4 separate regions of the Mus musculus genome follow, and all the other regions are linked to region 1. A link is a contact called in public HiChIP or PLAC-seq and promoter capture Hi-C data. All regions are on one chromosome and are shown on one strand. Each heading gives the region's core, a stretch centred on a gene start, on an enhancer-like site or on the middle of the called end of the contact. The rest is flanking DNA. Distances are from core to core; before and after follow the strand shown.

The links. Promoter capture Hi-C pulls out the DNA fragments that hold promoters and counts their contacts. HiChIP or PLAC-seq counts read pairs in DNA pulled down with a chosen protein or histone mark.
Region 2: a promoter capture Hi-C map of pre-B cells shows a contact between it and region 1. The contact joins the enhancer-like site here to the promoter of Otud4 in region 1. A contact is called at or near these places in 7 of 39 promoter capture datasets (the C10 cell line, embryonic stem cells, hippocampal neurons and 3 more) and 2 of 9 other capture datasets (adipose tissue and embryonic stem cells).
Region 3: a contact with region 1 is called in an H3K27ac HiChIP or PLAC-seq map of embryonic stem cells, with 7 times the contacts expected there. The contact joins the promoter of Gab1 here to the promoter of Otud4 in region 1. A contact is called at or near these places in 4 of 39 promoter capture datasets (hippocampal neurons, liver and second pharyngeal arch cranial neural crest), 3 of 484 Hi-C or Micro-C datasets (all in embryonic stem cells), 3 of 115 datasets of contacts at active chromatin or transcription factors (astrocytes, embryonic stem cells and stem cell-derived neural progenitor cells) and 1 of 9 other capture datasets (adipose tissue).
Region 4: a contact with region 1 is called in a promoter capture Hi-C map of hippocampal neurons, with 2.1 times the contacts expected there. The contact joins the promoter of Rbmxl1 here to the promoter of Otud4 in region 1. A contact is called at or near these places in 4 of 39 promoter capture datasets (the C10 cell line, hippocampal neurons, neutrophils and 1 more), 4 of 484 Hi-C or Micro-C datasets (B cells, CD4 T cells, embryonic stem cells and 1 more) and 2 of 9 other capture datasets (adipose tissue and liver).

The regions. Positions count from the first base shown.
Region 1 is chr8:79,637,887-79,642,308 of GRCm38.p6, reverse strand. Otud4 (OTU domain containing 4) reads right to left here and starts at 2,633. Exons shown (of 21, transcript NM_001256033.1): 1 at 2,245-2,633. The coding sequence starts at 2,403. Gm51579 reads left to right here and starts at 2,404. Exons shown (of 1, transcript XM_030243905.1): 1 at 2,404-4,422. The coding sequence starts at 2,447. The coding sequence ends at 2,956.
Region 2 is chr8:80,980,427-80,984,848 of GRCm38.p6, reverse strand. It overlaps Usp38 (ubiquitin specific peptidase 38), which reads left to right. Exons shown (of 10, transcript NM_027554.2): 9 at 1-411; 10 at 2,869-4,116. The coding sequence ends at 3,030. It overlaps Gm31223 (predicted gene, 31223), which reads right to left. Exons shown (of 4, transcript NR_168642.1): 4 at 4,346-4,422. Among named protein-coding and RNA genes, the nearest start is that of Usp38, 32 kb to the left of the region's middle. Within about 2 kb of position 1,883, at least 39 of the 459 cell types and tissues checked have an H3K27ac peak or open chromatin away from gene starts, as enhancers often do. A contact at or near this core is called in adipose tissue, liver and pre-B cells, where this site is marked.
Region 3 is chr8:80,878,287-80,882,708 of GRCm38.p6, reverse strand. Gab1 (growth factor receptor bound protein 2-associated protein 1) reads left to right here and starts at 2,230. Exons shown (of 10, transcript NM_021356.2): 1 at 2,230-3,177. The coding sequence starts at 3,106.
Region 4 is chr8:78,506,620-78,511,041 of GRCm38.p6, reverse strand. It overlaps Rbmxl1 (RNA binding motif protein, X-linked like-1), which reads left to right and starts at 2,114. Exons shown (of 2, transcript NM_001252089.1): 1 at 2,114-2,243; 2 at 4,225-4,422. The coding sequence starts at 4,330. Slc10a7 (solute carrier family 10 (sodium/bile acid cotransporter family), member 7) reads right to left here and starts at 1,714. Exons shown (of 12, transcript NM_029736.2): 1 at 1,368-1,714. The coding sequence starts at 1,467.

The sequences.
Region 1 (4,422 bases), core at 1,384-3,883:
TAACTACATCACAAGTATCTGTTTTTTCTCCTTTTAACAAAGATTTTAGAACATGTCATCAACCTGAACCTGCAATCCAGATGCAAAACTCTCATCAATGTACATGAAGTGTAGAATATTGATAATTTAGTAAGTCAAACAATGCAAAAAAAGCAAGACTGAAATGACAACTCTTCAAATAGTAAATTACTTCTCAATCCCTGGACACTCAAAATTCAAGTGGTCTGCTATGTTGCTCCATGAAAATAGGCTAAAGGTAGAAGCTTTAAAACAAGGTAGTGATAAACACAGGGAAAGGCTGAGACACTGTTTTAGCAAGTCCTCTAAGAGTGCCCTATTTTTAGCTACAAGGCTAGGAGCTGATTCAGGTCAGGCTTCCTGCAGGCCCAAATCCACAAGTGAAAAGAAAAAAGAAAAAAAAAAAGGAAAAAGCATCTCTAAATCAGGTAATCTGAAGGGGAAAAGGCTAATCTCAAGCGCGCTCGAATCCTCTTCTCTTAGGACTATTTAGCTTCCTGACTCTTAAAAATATTTATTGAACTATTTACCAGAAAAGAAATTCCACTAAAACAAATCCTTCCTACAGACTTTTAAAGGCAGCGGAGGCTAACACATTCTTCCTCACCATTACTTCCTCACTCAGTCTGGATCTACTGGAATACTTATGTTGCTTCCCCTAGATGTAGGCTCAATATATTCAAAATAAAGCGTCCCCAAATTTGTAAAGGTTAGGTCCTTTAAGACTAACCCAGATCCCAAGGCTGAAACGGAGTTTACCCCCATCAATGAGTTTAGTGCAACTAGCTCTTGCCCACTGTGCAGACACTGAGTCCCCCAAGCTGCTCTTCTATCCCCAAGGATCTGTGGCATGTCTCATGGGCAGAAACACACCTTTCTGTCTCACTTTAAATAGGCCTGGATAACTCAACTCCAAACACTAACCTCTACCTCCATCCTCCACAAACTTGCTAATGCACTATAATATAAACCGACACCATGGGATGACTTCACTTCCCCTCTTCAGCTTCTAGAGGTGCTAGAGGCCAAGAAGGCTGAGACAAGGAGACAATCTTCTTCATCTGGAAAACTCACAAATGGAGCAGACTGTTTACCTATGTAACAGTAAAGACTGGGCTGGAAACAGCACCCACACTGGAGCTTCCTACATTTCTGAAAATAAGAGATATCAAATGGTAGGATGGTTTGGGAAGCATCAAAGAATGTTTCAATGGACATACCTGTCATAAGTGCAAAGTGTTCCATATTTACATACTCTGAAAAATACATAGCCTGGTGATTCTAAAACAGAAATCTTAAAAGCTAGTTAGCTCACAAAAGGGGGCGGGCGGGAGGGGACAAAACCATAAAAACTCCAGATTAAGCCAAAGGAAAGCAAACTGTAAATGGTATGAAATACAAACTGGAGCAGTAATGTGAAACTTTTTTAATCCAACTACTTTAGCAGCTAGTCTTCAAATATAGGATGGGTTTTGGTGACCCCACACCTACATCTGATTACATAACATGGGGAAAAGGGCTCGCTCTCAAAAAAGAAAAGCCTTGAGTATTCTTCCCTGGAACTCGTCCCACTCCTGAGTTCTAACTCACTTCTCTTTGGTAAAATGTTCGATCTGTACTGGGAATAATTTTTGACCAATAAGGAAAACAAAACAAAAAACGGAAACAAAAAAAAAAACCCGACATGTGCCTATACTGAAAATCCATCCTATTACTTAAAGGCCTTTAGAAGAGTAAATTCTTGCCTGATTCCAACATAGTATAGTATGGGACCTACTCAAGATTAAGTCACTGGGAAGACCCTATACAGGAAGACTGCTTTCCTTAAACAGCAAAGTTGGCCGCCTGTTTCGAGTGACACCGGTGAGACCGACTACCCCGCATTCCAAAGTCCAGCAACAGGAAAAAAAAAATGTGAAGCAGTCACACTGAGTGCCGCACCTCCTCCAGTAAACATGAGGTTAACTAGTGGGAACACTCGGCTGCTAAAAACTGAGCGCAGGTGAACGCGGAACACAACTCAAAAACAGCATGTCGCTGGGTCCCTGGCGGTCAGGCTGCGAGCAGGCCGCCCGAGATGTCCTCACTCGGTCCCGTGCCGGCGTTACAATGGGCCGCTGTGACGACAGCGAGCCACGCGCAGCCCCGCCGTGGGCGGCCAGGCAGCTGCGGGCGGCATGTCGCACCCAGCCCCGCGCCCGCCCGGCTCCGGCCCGGGTCCTTTACCTGCTCGGCCACAGCCCGGAACAAGCACGACCCGTCCTTGGCGACCAATTTCCGATACAAGCCCAGTTTGCGCAGATAGGCGTCCATGGGCGTCTCATCCTCCAGCGGCCCCACGCCGCCCTGGTCCACGCCGTCGGGCGCGCCGACGGCTGCCTCCATGTTGCCGGTCCGCTGCAGCGTGCGCGGGGCGAACTAGCCCCACATGGCCGCGCCGCCGGCTGCTCGACGCCCGGGCCTGGGGCAGGCTGCGGCTCGGGCTCCGGCTCCGACGCGGACACGGCGAGCGGCGGCAGGAAGAGGCGGTGGCGGCAGCGGCCCGAGGCGGTGGCCGGCGCTCTCCCGGAGCATAGGTGAGCCCAGCCTAGTGCATGGCCATCCGCACGCGGCCGCCTCCGCGGAGGGACACGCGCCCGCGGGCAGCCCGGGGGTCGCCGCCCCCACAAGTTTCCGGGTCTCGACCGGTGTGAGGCGAGAAAAGCCCCGGCGGCGCGCCCGGCTGAGATTAAGCGAGGCCTGCGTCTCCCGCACGCACCCCACGCCGAGAACCGAGGAAACGCGGAGAGAAAGCCACGGCCGCTCGTCTCCCCACCTCGCCGGAGGGCGCCTGAGGGGCGGGGAGCGGGAAGGGGCGCCGGGCGGAGGGCAGCAACCTCGCAGCCTAGAATTTGTTTTCGCTTTCAGCCCTCGGCGCAGCGGACGACGGGAGTTGTAGTTTAAGCCGCGGCAGGAAGTCCTCGTGCAGAGGGCGGGGACGCCTGGGTCGGCCTACCCGGAGGGGAGGTGCCCCACGGGCTCGCGGACTACAAATCCCTACAATGCTAGCGGTGCCGAACCTAGAACTGCCTTCGCGCTTCCCAGGCCGCGTCCGCGAGCAGGCCCGAGGGTGTCTGTCGCTTACGCCGCTGACCTGCGCGCGCTGCCCCGCCCTCCCGGCGAGCCTCCCGCCCTGAGCGCCGTGGGGCGGCGGAAAGCGCGCGAGCGCAGCTTGCGTGCAGTTGCTAGGGGCTCAGTGGCGGTGCCGCCGGCCCTTTGTGTAGTTCCAGAGGACGCACCTGTCCGCACCCCACTCAGGGCCTCCCCTCCTAGCGTTTTCTTAGGGGTGGCTAAACGCTTAGAGCAGAAAACCGGGCACCTCACCCGAGGCCCTTGGAGCCGCCAGCCTAAGCCATTTTGACCCTCAATGAAGCGTTGACAGTTGATTGAAATTGGGACAGCTCACACTCTGACAAGATCTGGCTTTGCCAAGGGCATGCCTGCTCATTCTGTCACAGCAGCTGCGCTCTGCCACACAAAGAGCTGTCCCTGTTAGAAGAAATTACTTCTTTTTTTTTTTTTTTTTTTTTTTTTTAATTCGGTGATAACGCTACGGGGAATCCGACCTGAGCAGTCCAATTGGGTTTGCGAATCCGGAACTTAACCTCTTGGGACGTCAGAATTTTATTTTACTAGCATACAATAGCATCTCGTATCATTTAAATTTATTAGAACTTCGGTCTTGACGTTGTGTTGGAAAAAGAAAAGTGGTAAATTACCTTAGGTTTAAAGGTGTAGGCATTCTTGGGAATGGTGCCAAGACATGCCAGGTGGTAGGATTGCAACACGTTACTTAAAATGTAAGCTATTAATATTTAAATATTCCTATAAATGTGCTATTTTTAGAAAATATATCGCAAGCTAAATAATTTTTTTTTTAAAAATCCTTGACCCAAATTTAAAATGTTTACTTGTACAGGGGAAACACTTTGAGAAATCCAGGGTTTTGTTTTTTGTTTGACTTAGTTTAAGAGGCATACTCCATATACCCCAGTCAGGCTTTGAACTTGCCATATAGCCAAAGATGACCTGGAATTCCTGGCCATCTTGCCTCCTGCCACCCTCCCCAAATACTAAGATCACTGGTATGCCACCACATCCTGTTCTGTGTGGCACTGGGAATGAAACTCAGCTTCATGCATGCTAAACAAGCATTCTACCAGCTGTGCTTCCCCAGGTCCAAAATGAATTCAACCTTGTAGACCTATAGTTTCTTTTACTAATATCTAAACTTGTGCTTTAAATACATTTCCTAAAGTGAGTAGGTACTATATGATCAATTAACAGACTGTGTGTGCACAGAGAAGGCAATGCCTTCTGATACTGGTTTTGATATTCCTTCAATAAGAAATTATGGGACTAACT
Region 2 (4,422 bases), core at 634-3,133, 1.3 Mb before region 1:
TCTGAGAGTGGCCATTACTACTCTTATGCCAGAAACATCACAGGTACAGAGTCTTCATACCAGATGTGCCCCCAGTCTGAAAGTCTGGCATTAGCACCCTCCCAGAGTTGTTTACTAGGGGTAGAAAGCCCCAATACAGTCATTGAACAGGACTTGGAAAATAAGGAAATGTCACAAGAGTGGTTTTTATTTAATGACAGCAGGGTGACATTTACTTCATTTCAGTCAGTTCAGAAAATCACAAGTAGGTTTCCAAAAGACACAGCTTATGTGCTTTTGTACAAAAAACAAAGCAGAGCTAATGGCATAGACAGTGACAATCCAGCCAGTGGTGTCTGGGCCAATGGAGATCCACCCCTACAGAAAGAGCTGATGGATGCCATAACAAAGGACAACAAGCTGTATTTGCAGGTGAGTTGCAAGCATAGATAGCATTTCTGAACAGTACTGAGTAACAGACTTAATCCAATGGTCTAACTTTAAAGTTGACACATTTTCCAAGGATACTGAAGCCTAAGATTGGATGTATGTATTTCCACTCGTCATACATATAGTATGAAATATTGCCGGTTATCTGCAATATATAAGACTTTATTTTTAATTGCAAAGCTGTGCCTCAGTTGTTTATAACTGCAAATGATGTCATGTTAGTTACAAAGTATTATCAAATCATGCCATATAGAAACAGAAACTTGATGCAATGTTCTGTTTCCTCCTGCCCCTCAGTTCCTCCTACCCGCAAAAGAGGGGTTTTTTGTTTTTTGTTTGTTTGGAGTTTTTTTCCGTTTTTATTGTGGGGTGTGGTACAGCCATGGAGGTCAGAGGCAACTGTACAGTCAGTTCTTTCCATCCACCTCCATGGGTTCTATTGAACACAGACCCTTAGGCCTGCACAGCAAACAGGCTGAACTTTAACTCCTGCAGGCTCTTTTTGTCCATATTTTAAGGAAAATGTATTAACATTCAGATGAATCAGATAAAGAATTTAATGAAAATGTGAAGGATGTTTGTGTTCTTCAAAGATTTACCACAGAGCCAAGGAATAAAGAACATTTACTGAGGAAAAGCTATGGAGCAAAAGTTTCATGAGAGGGCTTTGTCAAGAGTATGTCCTTTTCAAGAAACTACTTCCTTTGATGTTAATTGGTCCTCAAATTTGTTTGGTTTTGTGTATATGTATGAGAGAGAGAGAGAGAAATTTCTCAACTTTCTATCAACAAAAAGAGCCACCAGAAGCTAGGTGTGATGGGGCATGCCAGCAAGTCAAACAGGAAGGGACTGGAGGCAGGAAGATTGATTGCCAGTTGGAGGCTGGCATGTGACACCTAAGGAGACCTTGTCCACAAAACAGAAAAGGAACCACAGTAACTTATAAATGAAATTACAGGGCTATTCAAAGGCTTTCAAATGTACTGAATTACAAACTATCTAAAGGATGATACATGATACATTTTAAAAGGGGTATGGCAGTGTTCTAGTGTTACAAAAATTAACTTAGCAAAATAATTAGAATATTAGAACTAGACTGACTTACCATTAACACTTATGCAGATGGCTTAATATCCAGGTAAAAGAAATAGAATGTATCGGGTCATCTCTTCCTTGCCTGTGTCACTCAGCCTTACAGATCACAGTATTTGAAGGTTGGAGGTTGTGAGAAGAACAGAGCACTAAGACAAAATAGGAAGATGTATAAAAAAAATGTAGTATACTACAAGGCCCGGTATGCCCTTCCTTCTGAAGAAAACAGATTATCAATGTTACAATGTTTATCAGATGAGAAGCTGGCTGGTTTCCACAATTGAGCTGGCAGGCACATTATATAACCACAGCTACTCCTCCTTGGATACAGTCCAAGTCCACAGATTGCTCTGGCTTACCCATCTCTTCGAGCCATGTGGCATTTGACCATGAGCAGCCATTCTTCTCATTGTTGATTTAGGGCCAGTTTTGCACCCTACCTTGTGATTCTGCCGTTATTTATTCACAGATGCGCTTTGTAAAACTGAATAATGATTTTAATTATACATTTTTTTGAATGAGTATGTGTGTGCATACATGTTGTTCACATGTAGAAGAAAGAGAAGTTTGTGGGAGTCAGTTCTTCTACCATGTGGGCTCCAAATGTGGAACTCATCATTAGGCCATCTCAGCTTCCCAGTAACTAATGATGTTCTAAAATAAGAGCATTAGTCTTTATTAAGCATCTGACATGTACTTGACACATAGGCAAACATCATTGATTTCCTGGGAAACTTTCAAATAAACTAGTGGGGAGAGTTCTGTACAGAGATAGGCCTCACTTACTTACTGCTGTTCCTCCAAATCTGCCTGACTCTCTAACCTCAGGAAGCAGTAGAGGGGAACTTCAGGCATCATTTCCAACCTGTCATACTCACACACTAATAAAATGGGTTGAAGAATTCCATTCCTTTTGTACTAGATGTTTCACAGGAGTTGACCCTCCTCTGTTGTAAAGTATTTATTTGTTACTACAGTTACGTGAGGAATTTGTCCTCTCTGCCTCCAAAGGTAACTATGTACTTTAGTGGGAGATAGCAAAGATAGATGTCAGTTTTTATTTTATTTTATTTTATTTTATTTTGTTTAGTTTTTTTCAAACAGGGTTTCTCTGTGTAGCCCCAGATGTCCTAGAAATCTCTGTTGATGAGGCTGTCCTCAAAGATCACCTGTCTCTTCCTCCTGAGTACTGGGATTAAAGACATGTGCATGTCTTGGTGTCAGAGTTTTGAAATGAAGTATGCTTGCTTGGTAGAGACTAACACAGTTTGAGAAGGTGTGTGTGCGCGCCATACTCATCCATTCTACTTAGCAAATTAATTTTATAAACATTACTTTGAATTTTAGGAACAAGAATTGAATGCTCGAGCCCGGGCCCTGCAAGCTGCATCTGCTTCCTGTTCGTTCCGACCCAATGGATTTGATGACAATGACCCACCAGGAAGCTGTGGGCCAACTGGTGGGGGCGGTGGAGGAGGCTTCAATACAGTTGGCAGACTCGTATTTTGACCCTGAGAGAACTGAAAATGTATCTGGTCACAAAACATCCAATACTGTGGCTGTTAAAATGTCAGGCTGTAACCTATAGCATATCTATCTTTTATTTTTCTTTTCATTAGACCCGAATACTTTAAGAAAATATACTCAGTGGTTGTTTTTATTTTCTTGACAAAAATTCATCATGGAAAAAAAAAATCTACCTCTTAAACTCATTTGCAGTTACAGTTAGACATGTTTGGCCACAAGTATTTAGAGGAAAAGGCATACCTGCTCCCTAATTAAGCTGCATTAAATTTGGTAGAAGGATTTAAATGGTGTATTTTCAGTTGTACTGAACAAAATAATTCACTTATCATTCTTTGTACAAAAATTGATGCTAGATATATCTTAAGAAAAATGAAATTCTTATTTCTGGTATAATTACCCCAATATTAAATTCAAGTCTTTGAAAATAGTAGAGATGGTGAGTCTCTGGAGGCGATAGCACCTTCCACCCCAGCTGCCAGTCTCTGGGCTGCTGTCTCCGCTGTCCTCGGCGTTGCACTCCAGATTCAGGAACAAGTGTCATTTACACACGTGGCAAGTGAATTCACACAAGGTGCATGACGCCAGAGGGCAGGGGTTTTAACTGAACTTTGTAGGATTTCCAGTTGTCCAAGGACTTTAAAATCCTGTTTCAGGGAGTGTATCTCCTATGTGTTTTAAAGGAGGTGAGTCTCTGAATGTGCCTTGCAGTACTGTAATTCAAAAATAGGTTCTCTTTGGCTGCGGCGGAAAGTTTTCTAAAACAAAGCGTTAGGAAGGAATTTTGTGCTAACATTAAAATTATAATTTTTTAAGGTATTAGATATTTCAGAAGTAAGATCTGGTGGTTCTAAACTAGTAAGTGTAATGGTAAATTTCTAACTCTTAGAAAAATTCGGAGGAAATGAAGCTAGTTTAAGTAAAAAATCTTTAATTGATTTGTTACTTAATCTTCACATTAAACATTGATAACATTTTTAGAGTTGTATATTTGGATTTTTTTCCTTTGAGACACATGCCTTACACATAAAATATAATCTGCTTCATGAAATATTAAAATGCCACACCTCACTTCCCTACTGTCCTGTTTTGGTTTTCCTTTTTGATCCTGGGGTGTTTGCTATTTAGGTGGGTGTTTAGGTGTTTAGGTGGGTGTTTTTTGCACGCGCGCACGTACATATGTGTGTGTTGTAGCAGGAAATTGGAAACATGTCAGTCCTCCTGGGACTTGACTATATAGTACTCAAGCATTGTCCCAAAGATCCGTCTTCCTGGCCATTTTAGCACATCCATGCCCATGTATTGTTCTGAAGATCAGTCACATTTATTATGAAAACACTTTAAGGAAATAATGGTCTTTGGTGGCTTAAGGTTTAT
Region 3 (4,422 bases), core at 981-3,480, 1.2 Mb before region 1:
TATATAATAGCATTTCCCAGAATGCCAATTATTTACTTATTTATTCATTTATTTTTTTTGGAGAGGTTCTCACACTGCCTCAGCCATCTACATGCTAACATCAGAAGCATGCGCCATCACACTGCAAATCTTATAATGCACATACATAAATATGATTCAATACATGATGTGAAAGTGGTATAATTTAAATATAATATATAATTTTTTATATAATAATGTGTGGTGGTTTGAATATGTATAGTCCCCATAGACTCATGTGTTTGAATGCTTAGTCCATAAGGAGTGGCACTATTAGGAGGCGTGGCCTTGTTGGAGGAAGTATGTGCGTGTTTGGAGCGGGAGGGCTTTGAAATTTCCTATGTTCAAGCTATGCCTGGTGTGTCACTCAGTCTCCTTTTGCTGCTTGTGCAATATGTGGAGGCATATCTCATGGGCTCAAGCATAAATCTTAGGCAATACTTTTAAAAATTATTCATTTTATGTGTATGTGTGTATGTGTGTTTTGCTTACATGTATGCCTGTGATCCATGTGCATGCCTGATACCTATGGAGACTGGAAAAGGATAGCTGACCTTCTGGGACCATAGAGGTTTAAGAGTAAAATCCAGATTCTCTGCAAGAGCAGCCAGTGTTCTTCACCCAGAGCCATTTGCCAGGTCTTAATGCAACACTTTAAATTCATCTTCTTTTTTGGAGATTGGTTCTTATACTCTATCAAGCTTAGGCTGACCTAGAACTCACAATAATCCTCCTGCCTCAGTTTCCCAAGTGCTGGGGTTGCAGGTGTAAGTTTCTAACTGCAGGTGTAGATTTTTGTATATAGAAATGGAATAAGTGAAACTTATTTGGGAAAAAAGCTCTATTTGAAATTCCAAAAGTTAAATAATACAAGATAGATTACACTTTTCCATTTCAAAAGCACTTTATGGCAAAAACAAAGGGCACTGTCTCTTCTTATATGCAAGGGCTTTTGTCTTATTATTAACTTAGCATCTACTTTTCTTTTCTTTCTTTAATTTCTTCACTCCTGCCTCCATGTCTCTCTCTAGTCTTTCTTTCCCTCCCCCTCCCCTACCTACCTTGGCAGGCCTGGGATTACAGGGGTTCTGCCAGGCAGGGCTCCCAGCACCTTTTCCTCTTTACGACCCCCAAGGTTTCAGACTCAGAACACACATTTATTAGGAGAGCCCCAAACTCATGCTTCTCAGAAATGCTTGTTTATCTATTTGTATTTTCACACAAACTCCCTTTTTGAGACAGGGCCTCTTTATGTAGTCCTGGTCGCCTTAGAACTCACTTTGTGGACAAAACTGGCCTTAAACTCACAGAAATCTGCCTGCCTCGGCCTCCCAAGCGCTGGAATTAAAGACATGCATCACCATGCCCAACTCTTTAAAATTTTTGTCTGATTATATTGCCTTCTAAAATTTGTTCCAAGGCTTTGTTTCAAACACACCCGTAAAGAAGAGTCTGTTACAAGACTGTGTCAAACTCAGCCCAGATATAATAACTGTAAAACACACAAAAAGGCAAATAGAATTAGGGTACCCAGAATGATTTCTTTTCCTGTCCAACATCCTAGCGCAGGTTTTAAACAAACACAACGCCAACTGGAAGAAACAGCCCATGAGTGGAAGCAGTGTGAGACTTTATCCTGTCTTAGAGATACACGCAGCTGAACGCTTTGTGGAGGCTAAGCGGTAGCATCACTCGGTAGAACAGCTCCTGGGTCAGGCCCTAGGCACCCAGGAGGTCCCCCACCCCCTTGGTCTCTGGGTGCACAGTGAGGGTCCTAGCGCGCTCCTGGTCCGGGAGACGCAGTCCTTCAGTCTCTCGAGCAGCCAGGACCCGCTTGAGTGAGTTCTCCTCCTGGCTGGGTTATTTTTTCAGACTGTCAAGTAGGGAAATCCTTCCGAAAACTCTGGATCGCGAAGGCACAGCCGAGTACAAACTCCTGACCCTGGGGGTTGTCAAGATGGCAAACTCAGTCGGAGCTGGCGAGAGTGCCCGGCACTCCCGCTCTCACACTGGGGTGGCGCTGCGTTCCCGGAGACCGCCGCCTTCCATAGCGCGCGGGCCCGGGGCGGCGGGGCGGCGAGGACCCCAGCGCGCCTGCTGACTACAGATCCCAGGGTGCCTCTGCCATCTCGCTCCCTCCCAGCGCCGGCCCCGCCTCCCCAGCCCTTGTTGTTTTGGCTGGAAGCGCTCCGGAGGAGTTTCAGAGAAAGTCTGGGCTGAAGCTAGAGGCGACCGATCGTGGGAAGGGGAGGCAGAAAGGCTAGGAGGAGGAGGGCCGGGGCCCAGGCCGCGCCTCCCCGAACCCGCCGCGCGCCCCCGGGGTGGGGGAGGAGCGCAGGGGACAGGACAGAGGGGTCCCTCCCCGAAGCAGAGCCGCCCTGCGCCTCGTCCCTGTGCTGATCCCCGCCCTCATCCGAGGCTGGAGCGCAGACCCACCCTCCCACCGCGGACCCGCGACCTCCCCGACGCCCGGCGACGCCCTGACCCTCGCTGCTGGTCCGCGAACTCCCTAGGCTGATCAGGACCTGCCCCTGTGCCGGCTGCCACCCGGACGCCGCACGCCTTCCCAGGCGCCCTTTTCCGAGCAGAGGGAAAGAGAAGATCGAGCCCCTCTCAGTGTGAATGCGCCAACGGGCGGAGCGGAGCGGAGCGGACACCGCGCGCGGGCATTGTGTGTGCGCGTGCAGCGTGGGGTCCGCAGCGGGGAGCACCCGCGGGAGGTCCCGTTTCCAAGGGGCGGAGCGCAGGGCTTCCAGTTCTGGGCTCCCTGTCCGGACAGAGTCCCAGCGGAGCCCGACCGCTGCCTAGGCGGCGGGACGGCGCGCCTGGCGGCCAGGAGGGCGCACTGAAAGAAGGTCGGCGAGCCCTGGTCCCCGCGGTTCCCGATCGAGTTCCTCTTCAGTCCGCGAATCTGCGGGAGAGGTTCGATCGCCGACACAGGGCGCGGGGAGCCGGGCCGCCCCGTCGGGGGAATCTGAGACGTCCTCTGGGCTGCGTTTGACTGCCGTGCCCGCCGTGCACGGAGCGCGTCCACTGTGTCCACCGACCCCTTTGGTGTCTGGTCCTCGAGTCCTCACGGCGTGCACCATGAGCGGCGGCGAAGTGGTTTGCTCGGGATGGCTCCGCAAGTCGCCCCCGGAGAAGAAGTTGAAGCGTTATGTAAGTACAGGTCAGGTCACCGTCTGCCCCGCTGCAGCAGCCTGCGCGCCCGGTTGGCTCTTCCACGAATCCCGCCCTCCTTTTCCTCGATCCGTCTCTCGGCCGGCGGGCTCCGGACCGGGTGCGGTCCACTCCCACCCTGACGTCCACTCGGCGGCCAAACTTTCTCCCTCCATATTGCAGACTGCCTCCCTTGTAGGCCTCGTTGCCTGTTAGAGAAGCCCAGTTTTCCAGCTCAAAACTGGCTGCATACTTTGGTTGTTGTTATTTCCATTTAGCAAGGGTGGAGTGAAACAGGGAGAAAGAGCCTTCTTTTATTATCTGTATCAGATTCTCATGGAGCTGTTAAATCTCCCCTCCCCGAGAAACCGCGGAGGTAGTAAGTACTCATGGGTTCTCGATTGGGTCCGCGCCCGCTCTCCTTTGCGCCTCCAGGAGGTGGAGGGAAGTGAACTGTGGACGCAAGAAGTGGATAATATAGGCAAACTTCTCAAAATATTCGCTCAAGGGAAAGGGGAAAAAAGTTCTTATGAACCCTGCCGTCTGCTTAGCATTTTCATGGTTTTGCTTTGAGGACACTGGATTTTGGCCTGAGAACCCTGGCGGTTTGATTCGGCAGGAGGGCGCTGGGGGGAGCCTGGTGGCTGGTGTTTGGGCGCCTTAGAAGCGCTGTCAAGCCCCGCAGGAGGGGACAGCTGAAGCCAACAGGGATTTCTTGATGCTGGCGTTTCTTTTCCCGGGCACCAGAACGGCTTAACTGGTATTTGCGTAATTGATTCAAGATGCTGATTGTGAGATGACTGTGTTCACGGTTAGGAAAACTGTATCTTGAAGGAGCCTATAATACTTGAGTGGAACTATATCCTCATCGGGAATCTAGGGTCCTAAGTCTTCCTTCAGATTGGCTAATTTTGCGATGTACCCTGTCAGTAAAGAAATGACACTTTGTACCGGCATTTGAAACAAGTATTTTTAGGGTGAAATGTGTTTCCCAAAAGCAAAACGTGTACCCACTTAATTAGAGTTTACTACCTGTTTTGATGAAACCTGTTTCTGGTGGAGGGGCGTCTACACCAAGAATCATCGGACTACTCGCTTGCTTGTGTGAAACCAGGCAATATTTATTTTCACGGAGCTCACCAGCGAGTTTCGGGCTCACCTTCTGGTATAATTTAATACAGCCAAGTAATTTCATTGAAAGATGTGATTTGACAAATTGTCAGAGGTTCCCCAAAGATGTCTCTC
Region 4 (4,422 bases), core at 865-3,364, 1.1 Mb after region 1:
CTGTAACCAGTACAGTGGAGCATCGTAAGTAGCCTCAAAGACAGGAGCATGTCACTTCTCCCAGCTCCAGGAACAAGAGATTCCCCCTTCATTTGACTGAACTCAAAATCCCAACTTAACAGTTTCCCAAAGGCTCACAGAAAGGTTGTTTCTAAAACTAACTGGTAACTATACATACTCTATGTTGCATTTAAATTTTAAAATATGTTAAATTTAAAGGGGAAAAAATTAAATATAGAAAGCTTTCCTATCGAAATCACTGTTTAAATAATTCAATCCAAACGATTCCAGAAGTTACTCTAAATGGAGAAATTAGGGCTGGGGAAAGAAAAAACACTATTCAGAGAGATCATCCATTCACTTCTGTAAGGTTTTAATAACAAGGTAAAATTTCAAATATCTACATGGGCACCTCCTACTTGGGAAAGACTGTGTGTTCTTCTGTCCTTATTTGGGTCCATTGCATGGTTGATATATTCGATCTGCCAATAAACCTGGAACCTAACTCATGAGGTCAAAAACATATGAACTGAAGAAACTCAATTAATATCTATGAAAAGCAGAACAAGGTTGTCTGAAGGTGGGGGAGAGGGTATAAAACGCCAGTGACACGTCCCATGTTCCCACCAGTGTCCACAGGTCACATTACAAAGCTCCTACTATTCAGAGATTGGAGCGGAGGTTTTAACCCATCCACACTTCCCTGCCAAAACATACAGTGTGCATAGTCTAACACAGTCTGCAACTGTTGGACGGCTGCTGTAGTAACGGCAGCCCAGCAGCACACGGAAGTAGTGTCCCGTAAGGAAAGAGTGCAACGTGTCAGTACAATTGGGAGTTTTAGTCAGCAACTAAGGCACACTAAAAATTGAAGTTTGGAGCAAGGGTATCCTTTTTTCCTTTTTCTCCTATCCGCCGCTCCCGCCAATAATCTCCCCCAAACCCCTTTCTCTCCAACAGACTTTTTTTTGGGGGGGGGGGGCGGCAAAAGGGAGGAGTCGGAAATAGACTGGATAATGAGGTCTATTCCAGGATAGATAAAGAACTCCTGGCAACCTATAGTCCCTTGGGATGGGATGCTACTAAGAACGAGAGGAGTAACTTTCAGTTTCTGTACCCTCACTCCGGCACTGAGCAGAAGTCATTGATTGCCCGCAGAAAAGGCAACCTGCACTCCCACTCCCCTGCCCCATTCCTAATTCCCTCCTGGGCTAGCAAGTGAGAAGAACCTGCTAAAAGCCCCCCTCTCTCCCGCTGCGAGACAGAGGGCTGTGCCGCAGCCAGGGCGGCCGCTCCTCCCGGGGACTCGCCGACGAGTTCAGAAGTGGGAGCCGGCGCGCTGCAGCCGGCGGAGGTGCGGCACTTACCCCCGTTCACTCCGACCGACGGCTCGAGCTTAGCGGCGCCGATCGCCACCACTATCCCGACCATGAACCATTCTTTCCTCGCCCTCTCCAGCAGCCTCATATTTGTTAGGGCGGGTGGGTTTTGTTTATTTGTTTGGCTGGCTTGCTTTCCAAACTGCGATCCCTAAATCCCCGGGGCGTCTCCACACTTTCCTCGATCCCTCCAGACATGCAGCAGAGCAAGTCAAATTGCCACTCGTAAACTAAAGACCGAGGGGTGGCTCGGGCGGCTCCGAGGCGGGCTGGGAGTAGTAGTACCCAGTGACAGGAAAGCCTCGCTGAGCGCCGCCATCACTACCACGCACCTCAGAATAGACGCGCCCACCCGCCGAGGACCAGGGCGCAGGGGACGTAAAACGGAGGCACACCAGGAGCACGCAAGTGAGACGAGTCACGGGCTGCACTAACAGGACCCGCCGCCGTGCATACACGGCCAAGCTTGGGGAGGCCCGCAGTGGGAGAGAGGGATGAGGCGCCCCAGACGCCCAGCCTCATCATGGGTGTCGCTGCAGTAAAGCTATATTGACGGCGGCCCGAGCCCCGAGACATGCCTTGCAGAGAGCGTCTCTCACTCTGCCCTGAGCCCGAGAGACCCGCGGCGTGCGCTGGGCCGGTACCGGGCTGCGCCGTGGCGGCGGCTGCGCGCGCCAATGCCTGCTATGTCTATGCGCGTATACTCGAGACATTACGGCGACGACCGACGTCGCGTTGACGTTGCGCGGGGGGAGGGGAAGCCATTCGCGGCCTCTGGTTCTCGGCGGGAGCGGCGGCGGCAGACGCGTGTGGCGACCGGCGCGGGAAAGCGGCTTCCTAGTTAGGGAAGCGTTAGCCCCGTGGGTAGGTTGAAAATCGGTGGCCGAGCAGACGTCCGGGACGGCAGGCCCCCCGCCTTCCCGCAGCGGCGGCGGCGGGAAGGCGGGGAAGGCGGGCTGGGCCTTCCCGCCAGGTCGGTGGCCTGCCCGGGCCTTTCTGCCCGACCGCCTCCGCGGCCAAAACCCGCCTCGGGAGTGGGGAGGACGGCCGGGATGGGGCAAATCTTCCCTGGGGGGCGGTGAGAGAGCGACCCAGGCTCCTCCCCACCCGTGTGCCGCGCGTGGGCGGGCGATTCCGGAGGCCGCGTGGTGCGGGCCTTTGCCTGACCCCGAACCACTAAAGCAACAGGACAACTGAGAGGGGGCCAGGAACTCAGAACAAAAGCAGTGAGGGCCAGATCCAGGGTGGAGGGTCTGATGTCCGCCCCCTCCCCCAACCCTCGGTTTCTTGCATTGCATTTTGGCGAATCTATGACATAGTTTCACGAATGGTCTTCCGAGCATCAACCCTTCCTCTTTATGCACCCAAAGAAAGAAAGGAACAAAGTATTGTGGGACATTTTGAAGCAGCCTGGTATCAGCTACTTGAATAGTTTACTATGGAACGTAACGTTCGAAAGGGATTGTACCAGACTTTCATTCTGAATGCATTCAAAGCTTGAAAGAGACTCGGCGTGCAATTTGCTCTATTTAACTTTATCTTGCTGACATGACTCGCTATCCAAAAACTAAGCTGCTTTAAGCAGTTGTGCTATCAGTTCTCAGTTGCACAGCCCCCACTGCTCGGTAATTACGCATCAGGCAGCATGAAGAAAAGCTAATCTCAAGATAAAAAGAACTTAATAGGGAGACATTAAACAATTTACCAGGCAAAAGAAGTACATGAAATGTGATAAAGGCTTATTATAAGACAGTCACAAGGTAAGTGGAGTTCTAGGAAGTAAAATTTATAACATAATTTTCTTCAGTAATTTTGCTTGGTTCAAAAGGAAAAAAAAATCTGCCTCAGTCATCGAATACTCAAAAGGTCATCACAGATAGTGCTGCTTAAGTAAGGCTGCTCACAGAGTCTTTCTAGAGATTTTGACCTGTTTAGAACAAAATCTTAATTCATAGAATATTTTAACCGTAGTTTTGTGAATTGTATTGTCAAGGACTGTATTAGTTTGCTAGGGCTGCTATAACAAATAGTCCCCTCCCCGAGTTAGCTATACTCAGACAATAGACATGTTGTTTTACTGTTGCAGAATAAGGAAATCCAAAATGGAGATATTGGAGGGCCATGTGTTCTAAAGGCTCTTTCCAGCTTCTTGTGGCTGTTAATATTCCCTGGCTTCCTTGATTTAGGTTCTGATGCTCCAGTCTCGACCTGGTTAGGCATCACATCTCCCTCCATATGTTTCAAGTGGCTGCTCTCTGCATCCTTGAGCATTCATTACCTTTTTTCTGTGTGTATCTTTAAAAGATACTTGTCCTTGGATTTAAAGCCTAACCAGATAGTCCAGAATAATGGGTCATATTCATTTAGATTAAGTTTATGAGCCTATATCCTTTCTCCAACTTAACTGGAGTACCATCCCCTGTAAAAGACACGTTTTCCCATGACCTCAGAAGGTGACTTGTAGAAATCAGATGTTGATAGGTATGAAAAGCTGCAGTTCTTCTGAATGTCATACAAAGGTGTGCAGGTGGAGTGTAAGCACCACGTAGGGTGGAGAGAGGAACTAGATTGAGATATCTATAAGCCAAAGTAGTCTAAGAATTACTGACAACCACTGGAAGCTAGGAGGGAGTCATGGTACAGATTTTTGTTAAGGCTTCTGATAGAAACTTACCTTCATACTTCGTGACTTCCTGAACTGTAAGAAAATCAATGTTTTATAACACACCTCCCACCCCCAGCCCTTTCGCAATGCATTGTTACAGCAGCCTGAGGAAACTAATACAATAATATTCACAGGTGCTCGTGTGCAGTAGTCCTAGTGGCTTTTCTGTTCTGTTCTGAGACCCAGCAGCTGTCACCGGTGAGCTACTTGGAAGGCCGATTTGGCGAGCTTGTAGGAGGAGCTTGAGACCTTCACGTCCCCTCCGACTCTCAGCTGGAAGGCAAGATGGTTGAAGCAGATCGCCCAGGAAAGCTCTTCATTGGTGGGCTTAATACAGAAACAAATGAGAAAGCCCTTGAAGCAGTATTTGGCAAGTAT